Linked DNA regions of Hordeum vulgare: region 1 is linked to region 2. Evidence: chromatin contacts called from public Hi-C data. All regions are on one chromosome and are shown on one strand. Each heading gives the region's core, a stretch centred on a gene start, on an enhancer-like site or on the middle of the called end of the contact. The rest is flanking DNA. Distances are from core to core; before and after follow the strand shown. Region 1 holds the start of LOC123411149 (succinate dehydrogenase subunit 6, mitochondrial). Region 2 has its middle 78 kb from the start of LOC123410158.

Region 1 (6,819 bases), core at 2,045-4,544, 300 kb before region 2:
AGATATGGATGTTCAACATCCGCTCCGCAAAGGTAATTCACGGGAAGCCTATAAATTATTGAAAGAGAAACTGTTCTGTTCTGGACACTAAAACTTTCTTGCCTAACAGATGCAGATAATGATTCAAGAGATCCAGGCACTAAAGAGCAAGGCAAGTCAATTAATAACACTTCAAATCTATAAATACCCAACTATCATTGACAACTTACTGAAAGTAGAGTTGGATTCTTTATATGCAGGAAGGCATGTTGAAAGCTGCCAACGAAATTCTCCAGGAAAAGGTACCGATTGTACGTATATTGTCACATGGAACTTCAAACTAGATTTTGTGTTGTGGACCGCCGTGCAAGCAATTGTTGCTGATACAAAAATTGTGTTCCTGGTTGCAGATAGTAGAACAGCATGGACTGATCGACGTAGGCATGACTATAGCAGATCAGCAGAATGGGCATTTTAGTACAGTCCCACTGATAGAGGAGATCACTAACCCACTGACTATACTGAGTGGCTATTCTACTTGTAGGGGCTCAGAGATGGGCTATTCCTTCTGATGGTAATAACGCCCTGAGGGACTATTATTAGTGTGTAATATGGTGGTTATTTATACTTAACAAAGCTTGCTTTATGTATGGGTTTGCTCTGGTACTACTCTGTAATATTTATATCGGCCATATTCCCTCAGGAGTGCCCTTAAGGCCTTAAGTATTGTATTGCACTGTGCTTTTACATTACCTAAAGAACTCTTGAGGAGCTCTGATGTTGCTATTTCACATAATCAAGACCTTTGTTTGTGTGTTGCTTTGAATACCGAGATGTTGCAAGCTTATTACCCCTTGAGTAACTTGTTTTTACATGACACATTGTTTATTTGATGCATGATATCAGTTTGTTTCGTTAAGTTTAAGTGACATGCAAACAGAAACTGTTAGCATTAGGCATGAGAAACCATTGCTGGAAAATCACTAGTATCAGATAATTTGATGAGGCATATGCAGAACCAAGTACCAAGGATAGATCCAGTGGCAGCTGAGTTAGAAAGCACCACCTAATTAAACTTCGGATAAGTGAGTGTGCCTACTTACAGAAGTGTTGATACCTATGAAATGCTGATACAAGATAGTTTCACAGGCAACTAAATGCAGTGATACTTACAACATGACACAGCATCGAAATAATGACCCAAAGAAATACGCAGTTATCAAGTCAGGAAAGCTGGTTCCAGAATTCTCCTATGCAATTGGAACCATACTCACTTGCATTAGGCCTCAAGGCTCATATTCATAACTGGAAACCTGAGTTGGAAATGATTCAAAGAAGTAGGCATCCCCTATATTATTTTTAAGGTCATTGAATACTTACAACCTGCAGAATAGTCATTACTGATAGACTGAAAAGTACTGGCATTTAGTTTTCCGTAGGTGCAAAGATGAACATCATAGAGAACTGGGAGCAAACCCATAGTAGAGAAAATAAAATACATTGTCCAATTGATTGCCAATATGCACCTTATTGGAAAAAGACTAGGAAGTAGAAACTACAAATCCCAAACTGGAGACATCATTCTCTTGTCAAACCAGTAAAGCTGAAACAGGTGCAACCTTATGCAGAAGTCTTCTTCAGTTCTTCTGGCCTGCTCAGAGAAGAACATTTGCAGCAAGGTTAGAATAAACCATGAAATATTTGGTAGCAGAAGTAAACAAAATACTTTCATGCAGGCAATTCCATCAACAATGGTGCATTAGCAAGTACTATCATTGAATTAACAATCATATTTCATCCTATACCTTAATACTCCTAATTCACATAAATAACTTTATGATAAATCTCCAAGACCTTTACATCAACACTACTGGAGATACTGTCATATAATGTTCTAGGAGAGCTAAACAGAAACATACAAAACTAAATGAAACATTGTCATACTATCACCCAATTACAATCACACTGCCAGAGTCACTATCCCATAATGTTCTAAGAAAGCTAAATGGAACATTGTCGTACTGTCACTCAATTACAATCACAATGCCTGAGTCATCATCATATAATGCTCTAAGAAAGCTAAACAGAGATACGCAAAACCCAATGAGATATTGGCATGCAGCTGTACGCAGACACTTGACCGCCGTGACAATCCATATTACATGAGTCACTATTATGTAATATAATTGTTTCATGAGAGCTAAACAGAAACATGTCCATCCAAACGAAACATGCTATGACGACTTGCATGTTAATGAGTATCATCATGGATACAGCCACATCCTATCCTTCTACCATTCCTAGTTCACTCAAGACAACATTTTACCAACACAACATAATTGCCAGTTCACTCAAACGGCTAATCGCAGCCCAGAATCTAAATTCACTCAACTGGCGTATAATCAACACCTCTGAGTCAAAACTTTTGCATAGGAACCAATGGAACCACTATTATGATGTTCTCTTACACAAAGTGGCATGGCATACATGTACTAACATGCTGCCCTTTGGAATTGAATCACAAAATGAGGATAAACAGGAGTAGCATGTGACACGAAGCCAGAAGAAAGCAACACACCTGCGACCTTGTCCTCCCACCAGTAGATGAACCTGAGGTTGGCCCCCTGCTTGTCCATCTTGTAGAGCTCGTACCAGTGCTCGGCCACCTCCGATCCGAGCACGGCGCCAGTGAGCGCTCCGAACCCGGTCGCCAGCACGACACCTGCAGGCAAGGCAGTCAGTCACGGATCAAATCCCCACCGCATCGCCATCAGACACAGCAGCAACGACAACGCGTGCAAACCCAGAATCAAGACCGATCGAGAGACTTTCCGTACCGTGCGGGCTCTTGGAGTACTTGAAGGCAACGCCGCCGAGGTGCGCGGCGCCGGCCAGGGCCCCGCCGAGCGCGAACTTCCTGGACTCCCTCAGTGCCTTGAGCTGGAAACGAATCTCTGTAATTTAGAGGGGGGAAGCAGAGAGGGATCGGGATCGGGCTGCGGGAGAGGGCAGGGCAGGGCAGGGAGATACCTGGGGGCCGTAGACGGGGTCGGAGGCGATGAACTCTTCGACGTCGGCGTCGGACCACTTGGGGAGGGGCTGATCGCGGCCGTAGACCTTCTTGAAGTAGTCGAGGAAGGCGAAGTTGCGCGCCCAGTGCTGCTTCACGCCCTCAAAGTGCTCGCCGATCCCCATCGCCGCCGCCGCCGCCGCTGCTTCGCTACGATTCGATCGATTCCACGGTGAGCCTTTCTCGTTTCTCTCCTTGGGGAAAAGGTTAGAGAAGGAAGCCTAATAGATGGGCTGGCTAAGACCCAGATGGGCCAGAATGGCCTACATGGGTTGGCTACATAAGCTTAGTAAATGGGCTGGATACAACCCATATGGGCCAGAATGGCCTACATGAAATTACGGGGATGACTTGTTTTTTTTTACCTAACCTTACAAATTGTCGTGCACCACTCAAAAGAACATACTGTCTTTAAAGAAAAACTTAAAAGAATATACAAATCGTAGATATCGCTAGGAATCATCGACTGATTTCCAAGCGAATCAGTCGAGTCGTCGGCCATCTGATACATTCTTTGAGCCCTTAGATATGTCAACACATGCTTGCCCTTCTCTCTCACATCCCCTCCCCTGCTTCGATCTTGCATCACCGCTCTACTGACGACCATTGCAGCACCAGAGAGCCGTCATGACAAGAGCTTCATTGCAATACCAAAACACTATGTCTAACTGCTCGCGAGCGTTGCGATGCAACATCCAGAGCTGCAATGGAACCGCTCGCAAGCACTCGAATGCAACACCAAAGCTTCCCCAGGGAGTTGGCGGCGATGCTGCATCGAGTCGCTGGCGAAGCTCCACTACAGCTCCTTCGAAGCGCTAGTGCAGTCGCGATAGAGCTCCAACGACCCCGACGACTCTCCATTGCAACCCCGAGCGCGCTCCATTGTAGTGTTGGCAATGACGGTGGATACTGCGATGCATCACATGGTAGCCATAGCGGAAGCTGCGATGCAACACCTGTGACGACAACGCAAGCTACTTTGTTGGAGCTATAGTGGAGCAGCAGTGCAACGACGTGAGGCGGGCGATGGTTTGTGACAAATGTGTAGAGCGTGGCGTGTAGGGGTAGGTGTTGCAATAACACGAGCGGTGGCAGGGTGACAGGCGATGGCGTTGGCATGGTTTTGATGTGTTGTGGGAACAATAAAAAGGAGGAGAAAAACGAGTAGCCCAACTCTTTCTGCAATAAATAGATAAGGAAAGGAAAGAATAAAGGGGGAAGAAGATCAGCGACTCGATCATGGGGCTGGCGGACACGTAGCGCGTGAGAGGCGACTTATGAAGCGCATTGATCAGCGGTTGATTCAAATGTTTTAGTTTTCTTTTGCAAAGAATGCCTCTTGACTCGTTTATTGCAATATCGATATAGTTACATTGTTTATTACAAGTGTAGGATCTGAAGTATGTCTAGAGGGGGTGATTAGACTACTTGACTAAAAATAAAAACTTAGCCTTTTTCCAATTTTAGTTGTGGGTCAGTTTTAGAAACTATGACTAGTCAATTTCACCCTCCACATGCATATCTAAGAGTATAGCAGCGGAAAGTAAAGACATGCAAATGTAATGTAGAGGATAGGGAAGGAAGATCAAATGCAAAGGTTGACACGACGATTTTTGGCGTGGTTCCGATAGGTGGCACTATCGTGCGTCCACATTAGTGGAGACTTCAACCCATGGAGGATAACAACTGCGAGAGTCCACGGAGGGCTCCATCCACAAGGGGTCCAGGAAGAAGCGACCTTGTCTATTCCACCATGGCTTACGTCCACACACGACTAGCCTCGCTCATGGTAGATCTTCACGAAGTAGGAAATATCTTTGGCCGTACAAACTTCTTGGTTCAACTCCACAACATAAAGTAAGAGGCTCCCAAGCGACACCTAACCAATCTAGGAGGCACCACCCTCCAAAAGGTAATATATGTGGTAGAACGATGAACTCCTTGCTCCTGTGTTTCAAAAGACAGTCTCCTCAACACCCAATCACTCTCCCACAGATTTGGCATGGGTGGGAGAGATTGATTTTGTGGAAATCAACTTGGGGAGGCTAGAGATCAAGTTTCAAATGGATGGATTGGAACCTCTTTGATCTCAACACATGAGTAGGTGGCTCTCTCTCGGAAAAATGGATATCGCAAGTGTGTGTGTGTGTGTGTGTTGTGAGTACTTACTCTATGAGTGAGAGGAGGTGGAGGGGTATATATAGGCATCCTCTGAAATCCAACCGTTGTAATATTATTTCTTAACTTGGCTACACCGAAATAATCTCGGTGGTACCGAGTTGCACTAAATGTGGCAACTTTTGAATTCTCGGTAGACCGATATATGAATCTCGGTGGTACCGATACGATGACCTAGGGCAGTTTCCAAATATCGGTGGTACCAATTTCAATCTCAGAAATTTCGATTCTTGAAATGGAGGCACCAGAAAGTTGGTGACTGTCTTTCGGTGGCACTGATGTGAAACTTGGTGGTAACAAGAGATCAGGGTTTGGCAAAGGATCTGTCGATGGGAAAATCAGTAGGGCCGAGTGGGAAAACTTGGTGGCACCAATCTTTCTGTTTTGGCTTGGGACAGAGATTTTTGTGGGAGAATGACTGAATATTTTTGGTGGCTATCTCTAAGCACTTGAGCAACCAATTCATCATAATACCTCACCCCATTTAATATTATTGGCTTTCCTATGGACTCAAAAGTGATTTATCACAAATGTAAAATGTAGAGTCCTTTTGCTTGAAGCATGAGCCAATCCTATTCCTTTCCTTGCATCAAGGGGTTTCTCCTCATAATCCTTTAGCCAATGCATCTTTCTTTTCTGAAATATACTTGGATAAGATCATTAGCTCAATGATGCATATGTTGTTATTAATTACCAAAACCACCTTAGTGAGCAATTGTGCTTTCAATCTCCCCCTTTTTGGTAATTGATGACAACACATAGATCAAAGGTTCCACAAAAGATATAATCAATGATTAGCATCGCCGCTTTGACAAGTATGTGAAAAGCAAGAGCTCCCCTTAAATTTGTGCATTATTTTAATTTGCGTTGAATGCAAATGCACAATTGGTTAGGATCATGGGTCACTCTTCCAGGTCACATACATCTTGGTGGTGCGCATAAGTGATATGAATGAATAGTAATGCACATAACACCAAAAAAAAAATAAGTGCATGATCATAATGTCGATAGCTCAAAGGTATAATGTAGTAGCATGAACCATCAAAGTGTACGATCAAACACAACGAAGTTTAAAGTCATCAATAAGACCAAAAGTTTTGTAAAACCAAACGAGAGCAAATAAAAAGGCAAAGTTCTCTCTCTCTCTCTCTCTCTCGGCCCTAATTGATCTATACACTTCTCCCCCTTTAGCAAGAAGTTACCAAAAAGTTCAAAGGTCTAGAACTAAGCGTTGCTCTGGGATCTATCTCCTCTGGTAGCAGTCGATGGAGTGTCGTCGAAGGCTTCTGTGGATGTCCTTGGAGATGGAGGTGTAGACACTGGAGGTGCAGGAGATGGAGCTGAAGCTGAAGGCGTTGATACTTGAGCTGATGAAGTTGGTATTGCTTCCGTCACTCGCACAACTACAGACCTAGACTGGGTCATGAACTGAGTAGTAGTAGGAAGAGGCGAATCTTCATCATCACTTCTGGAGTGGGATATATGCACTGAATCAACTTCATGCTGGAGTTGCTCAACAGTGGTAGTCAACTCCGTCACTTTGACATCCAGGTCATGGAATTTAGTCTCCACGATCCTCTCAAGACCCTTCT
Region 2 (6,181 bases), core at 886-3,385:
CCACCTCATGAAAATTGTCTAGTTAGCATGCATGATACTACCTATGATACTCCCATTATAGACAGCCTTAGAAAATATACGCAAAGGTGTCACGCGTCAAGAGAAACAATTGTAGCCTACGTTTGGAATGTGGATGTTCCGTATCCAAAATCATTGTGCGTCAGTAAGCATATGAGGTGATACATATTATTTTTCTCAAGACAACCATGATGAGATGATTTTTTTTAATACACATAAACATGCGTATCGTATTATTAAAGAAGAAGCGGTAAAGAAGCCGGATGCAAGGCCTTTTCGGCCAGTACAATGCTAATCACAAGCAGGCCCGGCCCACGGGGGGCAGAGGGGGCGGCCGCCCCGGGCCCCCGAGATAGAGGCCCCCCCTCATATGTGTGCTCTTTGTATTATTAGGCCCATGAAATTATTATTTCTGAGCTAATTTAGATTAGGGCATGGACATGTAGTTGCGTACAGGGAGCAAGTATCTCGGATAAGTAAATCAGCGATCACTAGATTCTTGGTGGGATTTCTGTAGGCGCGCACCATAACATTAGCTATCGACCTAGCCACCACATATCACAGACGAGTCCTCAAGTTCCGCAATCTTAGGGGCAATCCGCCGCCGCCACAACCTCTTCCCTCGAAGGCCTCCCCGCTGCTTCGTCCTACCACGGCCACTCGAGAGATTTCATGTTCATCCCCATGGACAGAAGTGACAGTATCATACGTCCCAACAGGCAGTTTTTGAACAACAGATCAGGTAATCATCTTCTTGATTCATCATCCGGGAGCTAGTGAATTAGAGTAGCTACGGAATTAATCTGGCTAAGTTTAGATTGATAAAAGACGAGGGGAAGGAATGACTCGATCCATGGACGGATGATGATAGCGAAGCTGAAATTAATTGAAAAATGCATGGTGGACTTAATCTAATTAGTTGGTCAATTTAATTTTAATGTTGCAAATTTTGAAGTTAATTCTAGATGTGCGCTACCAGGAGCAGTACAAGTAACTTTTTTTTTGACAGAATGAAATATACAATGCATGAAACTTCCTAGTCAAAATCTTAAGAAAAGTGAGATGTACTTAATATAATCATGTATATATGATTATATCATGAAACTAGGTCGACATTTTGGTTTTGCACCTCATTGATAAAAATTAAGAGTAATTATTGTTTAAAATGTCTAACTATGCATATATTGATAACAATTTAGATATATAAACCCGGGCCCTTGAAATTTTAGGACCGGCCACTGTCGCATCTACCCGAGTCACTTCCTCCCCTGTTGGGAGGTCACCTATGAAACCATCACTTTAATGACCCTTTCTCTAGCATCGGTGACCCCATAACACTAACAACTATGAACCTTCAACTCCCCGTCACTAGTAATTCCAAGGGTCTTCGTGGGCGTTGTAGGCTGAGCCAAAATAAATCGTCGTCGACGACGTTTAGCAAAAGTATAATTTTAATGTCATGATGTTTATGTTAAGAGGTCCTGAGACTTTGTTTTGTCCCGGGCCCCTAAAATCTCAGGACTGGCCCTGATTACAAGGATTAACTTTCACAACCATCACACACATCCATCCTGCCTACTATGATACTACTATAAGCTTTCTTAGTCTAACCCCATGTCAAAAACAATAAGACAAGCCACAAAGCAACCTAGCCACGTGAGAACCTCTATAACAATGGTGATTAATTGATTGAATTCGTGCGGTGCGAGGCCGGGCCAGAAGAATGCGCGTACGTGCGTAACGCGGCGGCGGTCCAGTTGGTGCGCGCGCCGGCCGGCCCGCCGCACGCCGCCTTGGGGCTTAAATAGTTTTTCCTCCACTTGCGTGCACGTGCATGTGCGGTTCTTGTGCTTGTGCATGCCTTGCCTCGCTGGCTAGATTGACCCAGCAAAGCCGTTCTTTTTTTTCGGGGTTTCTTTGCGGGTTGAATGGTTGACTACCAGACGACGTACACTACACGCGATGCACTGCGAAAAAGTAAGAAGAATCGCGGTGCGTGGTCGGCCCGGAAGCGAAAGATAGGTGCCTGCTACTCCACCGCACGCCTCAAATGTCTTGTAGGCCACATGTCTACTTGCAACCTTTCGGGCTCAGCCCGCGCGGTTTTTTGCCGTTGGGTCATAACTTACTGGTGGGCCTAATCTTACTCCCGGATTCACAGTGTGTATGGGTTGAAATGGGCCTGTGTATAGCCCAGTTCCCTCGAGTGCACTATCAGCCGACTACCTTTCTTTCGGAGATTTCTAGTTAGTGCTGTAGACGTCCGTTCTTATTAATATTTTTTAGGGGAGTTTTCATTGTTTCTGCAAATGGGCACCTACAGGGGCTTCGGTACACCTACTTAGAAATTTCCTAGGCTACGTAACTTGATTTCGTAAGTGTAGCATTTTCACATCTACAGGCGTGCTAGTTAGGATCAACCCATTTGATTTCCTCCTTTTTCTGTTAAAACCAAAAAAAAAAGAGTGCGCCTGTAAGGACTCAACTCGTCAAAGGTTGGCTGGAGTAACCACCCTGACACCCAGCGCGATGTGCTAACCTTTTAACGAATTTTATTTTATTCTTTCCTTTTTCATTCTTTTTATTCTTTTCCTGACCTGATAAATTGTGTCAAAATATGTGAACTTTAAAAAAAATTGATTATTTTTTTAAAAATCTGATGAACTTTTTTCCAAATCCATGAACTTTATTTGAATTCCGATGAACTTTTTTCAAATTAGATAAAAAATCAATTTCTATGAAATATTCTCAAAATATGTGAACTCTTTTCAAAGTGTTGAACTTTTTTCAAAAGCATTAAACATTTTTAAAATCACTGAATTTTATGCAATGAACTTTTTTTTGAATTCGATGAGCTTTTTTCAAAATTCTAAACCTTTTTTCAAAACCCGTGAACTTTTTTGAATTCACAAGCTTTTTCCTTTTCCAGTTTTTTTCACATTTTTTGAATAATCAACCACACTCTACATGGGCCAGCCCACGAGAAGGGGCGTTACAAGCGTCGGTTCCCCAAGTGGCACCGAAGGTGCCCCATAGGAGCTTCCATTTCTTTCTTGGACGTGAATATATCAGTAACGTTTGCTGGGTCAGATAACAATAGCGAATGATTTGCGTGTCAAATTCAGTGATAAGGAGTGAGGGTATTTCTAAAGCAGATCCTCAAATCGCTAGCAAATTTCCACACCATTCTATCTCGACGCAATTTTGCGTTCAATACTGTTCTGCAACAATCCGCGAATCAATCTGTTTGTCGTTTTTTCCGCTTTTCCGCAAACCAGAGTAAACAAGGGGGTTTGTAGGAGTTGTGACCACATCCACATAGAACCTTGACTCCATCGAACACACCCAGAATAATACCCGGACCTCGTGTCTCCATCCCTTCCCTTTTCCCCGCATATGCTTTCCCCCTCACAGACTCAGATGTTGTACCACCCTCGTCGCCCTCCAAGCCCTTCCTAGACCTTCGTGACTTCCGTCGCACCACCCATTCCCTCACACCATTTTGCCTACACCATCATTCCACACCTCTCGTTCGTTCGCCGTGCAGGTATCATCCGCCCATGCTGCCGTGGGGTCACCAAACCCGGCAACTGTTTGGTGAAATTTCCATAGTATTTTTTAATTCCTTCTTTGAAGCAACGGATTCGAACATGAGTACGTGTACCAATTACTCGTCCAATGAGAAGGATTATGCCAATGAAACAACGAAGATGTAAGTAGTCCTTGTAGACACGAAGTGTGTGGAAGAGCATCTTTTTAATTTCAAGGGATCGATCAATGGTCATTGAGTGTCGAATTGGAACATGGCACGAGGGCATTTCACGCTGATGAACGACTACTTTTCCCCTGATGCCCTATTCATGTTAAATTTTCTTCGGCATTTTTCGGATGCAAAAATGACTTTGAACCCCTGTACAATGGCATCCGGTCCTACGAAGACTTTTAGTTTCAAGAATGATGTCATGGGAAGAACTAGATGCTCTTATTACCAAAATTGCACGAGTGCACTACAGGATGCTTGCATATGGCACAACTGCATTTTCGTGGGACGAGTACCTCCGAATGTGTGAGAGAACATGCAGAGATACCAGTCGCACCCGCACTCCTCCTCAAATCTGCATGTCACCGCCTACTGTCGCGGAGACCATTTAGCTCGATGCTTTTCGTCATAGGAGGCTACCGCCAAACCCCACCGCATTTTGCTACTACCGCCTGCCGCTGCCTCTTTGCAAAGACTTTCTCGATGACGCTCGCCGTCGACCCAGCTCCGCCCGATTGGGGATTTGATGGTATTGGGGTTTTTCTCGTGGAGAACTAGGTAAATAATTTACTGAAATATTCGCTTATCCCTTATCCGAGTCCGTTTGTCCCTAATAATCACCCGACTGAAATCGTCGTGAATTCATTTTCCTTCTAGTTGATTTGAGGGTTTTCATTCATATAATGCACACTGCAAGGACACATCACGCCTATGCGGTCCCGGGAAGACAGCAAAGAAGTTCCATCTTAGCATTCCGGATGACTTCACAAAGCGGAAGGTATCTTCAATGGCATGGCCTACTTTTGTGAACCTAAACTATTATTGCTACATTTGGATAAAAAATGTCACATGCAGCATCGACGTCGAAGGGAATTTTCCTCCTTTTATATTAGTAAAAATAATCGTGTATTCTTCTTTCGAAAACTCTCATATTTGCATGACATCATGGTTACATTGTCTATTTAGTTATATATTTTTGTCCTTTGATTTCAAATGATGTACCATTTTTTCAATTACTCTCGAAAAATTGTGCAACCTTGTTCTTTAACAATATTATCAGTTTTGGTAGTACATCCCTTGCTTTGCAACAAAATGTGTAGTATAAAATCTTGGCCTTCACATAAGTGAAGACTCCAGGTGCACCGTAGAACTTTCTTGTCCCCACGAGCGACGGGCGACTCTAGGGTTAGACTTTTGATATCGTGGTCACGATCCTATCGTGCATCCATCCCATCTAGATTCCAACGCAAAATCTCGTCTCCTCCACACCAAGTCCATCTCTCGAACACCCAGTTTCAGTATTTGGCTGCATTTCGGGGTGACCTTGGGGCAAAAATTGGTTTTTCTGCTGACCCTTGGTTGTGCGTTAGACATTGAATAGGGCCGAGCAACAGGTGGCAGCATTAAATTACCTCAAAAAGTTATGTCAGCATTATGTCAGCATTAAATTACCTCTAAATTAACTTAATTCTTCATATATTGATGGAAAATTACCCTACAACGCCAAAAAATTATGGTGAAGGAGGATAGAAGAAAGAGATTCTTGCTTTCAAAATCTGGACAAAGCTCTTAGTCAAGTGGTAGAAGTTCTTGTCATGAGGACAGGCAAGGGGAGTCAAAGCCAACCCCAAAAACCAAATCAGGAGAAGAAATAACTGAACCATGGGAGGTACAAGGTGAGGTTGTGTCTCCCACAATGGTACAGAACCAAACTCTTAAGCAGAAGGCAATACTAACTGTTGGTAACATGAGCAAGGAGCTCTCCCCACTATAGAATATTGTTGCTAAAATTGTTGGCCACAAAAGAAAGGAGACAAAGATTTACAAACCCAAAGGGCTCATCCAAAATTCCGAGGAGAAATTAATGCTTGAGACTTCAAACCTGACGTGGACAATAGGCAAACTTGATATTAATGCTGACGACAACAATTTAGTACTAGCTCCAAGTGGAGATTAAAGTTTGAATGACTTCTACAAGAATCAAAAGATGGAAACCATTACCCTCACATCAAGATCAGCGGATCAGACGGTCACTATAGTAAAGAAGTCCCGCCATACACAATGAGTCTCCTATGTTGGAACTGTCGCGGTCTATGGACGGACATGATAGTTGGCGAGCTGAAATGGCTCGTAAGAAAATTTTGTCCCTCCCACTTTTCCTGTCCAAGACAAAGATGAGGGATTCAAGAGCTAGAAATTTTATGTGGTCATTGGGATTCACCGGTCCTTTTGCTGTGAGTAGTGACACACTTAGTGATGGGCTAGCCCTTTTTTGTCTTCATCTATACCAGTCTCACTAAAAGCCTTTGATAACCCACAAGTATAGGGGATCGCAACAGTCTTCGCGGGTAGTATTACACCTAGATTTCTTGATTTGACACAAGGGGAGGTGATACGTCTCCA

Evidence for each region. Hi-C and Micro-C count contacts between places; a contact is called where the count stands out from the background.
Region 1: a contact with region 2 is called in a Hi-C map of leaf, with 4 times the contacts expected there. The contact joins the promoter of LOC123411149 here to the enhancer-like site in region 2. A contact is called at or near these places in 3 of 6 Hi-C or Micro-C datasets (leaf and seedling).

The regions. Positions count from the first base shown.
Region 1 is chr7H:431,295,784-431,302,602 of MorexV3_pseudomolecules_assembly, reverse strand. LOC123411149 (succinate dehydrogenase subunit 6, mitochondrial) reads right to left here and starts at 3,294. Exons shown (of 4, transcript XM_045104085.1): 1 at 3,010-3,294; 2 at 2,817-2,919; 3 at 2,558-2,701; 4 at 1,305-1,630. The coding sequence starts at 3,174. The coding sequence ends at 1,617. LOC123409312 (MADS-box transcription factor 26) reads left to right here. Exons shown (of 7, transcript XM_045102250.1): 4 at 1-32; 5 at 110-151; 6 at 240-281; 7 at 390-805. The coding sequence ends at 551.
Region 2 is chr7H:430,991,870-430,998,050 of MorexV3_pseudomolecules_assembly, reverse strand. No RefSeq gene overlaps it. Among protein-coding and RNA genes, the nearest start is that of LOC123410158, 78 kb to the left of the region's middle. Within about 2 kb of position 2,135, at least 3 of the 3 cell types and tissues checked have open chromatin away from gene starts, as enhancers often do. A contact at or near this core is called in leaf and seedling, where this site is marked.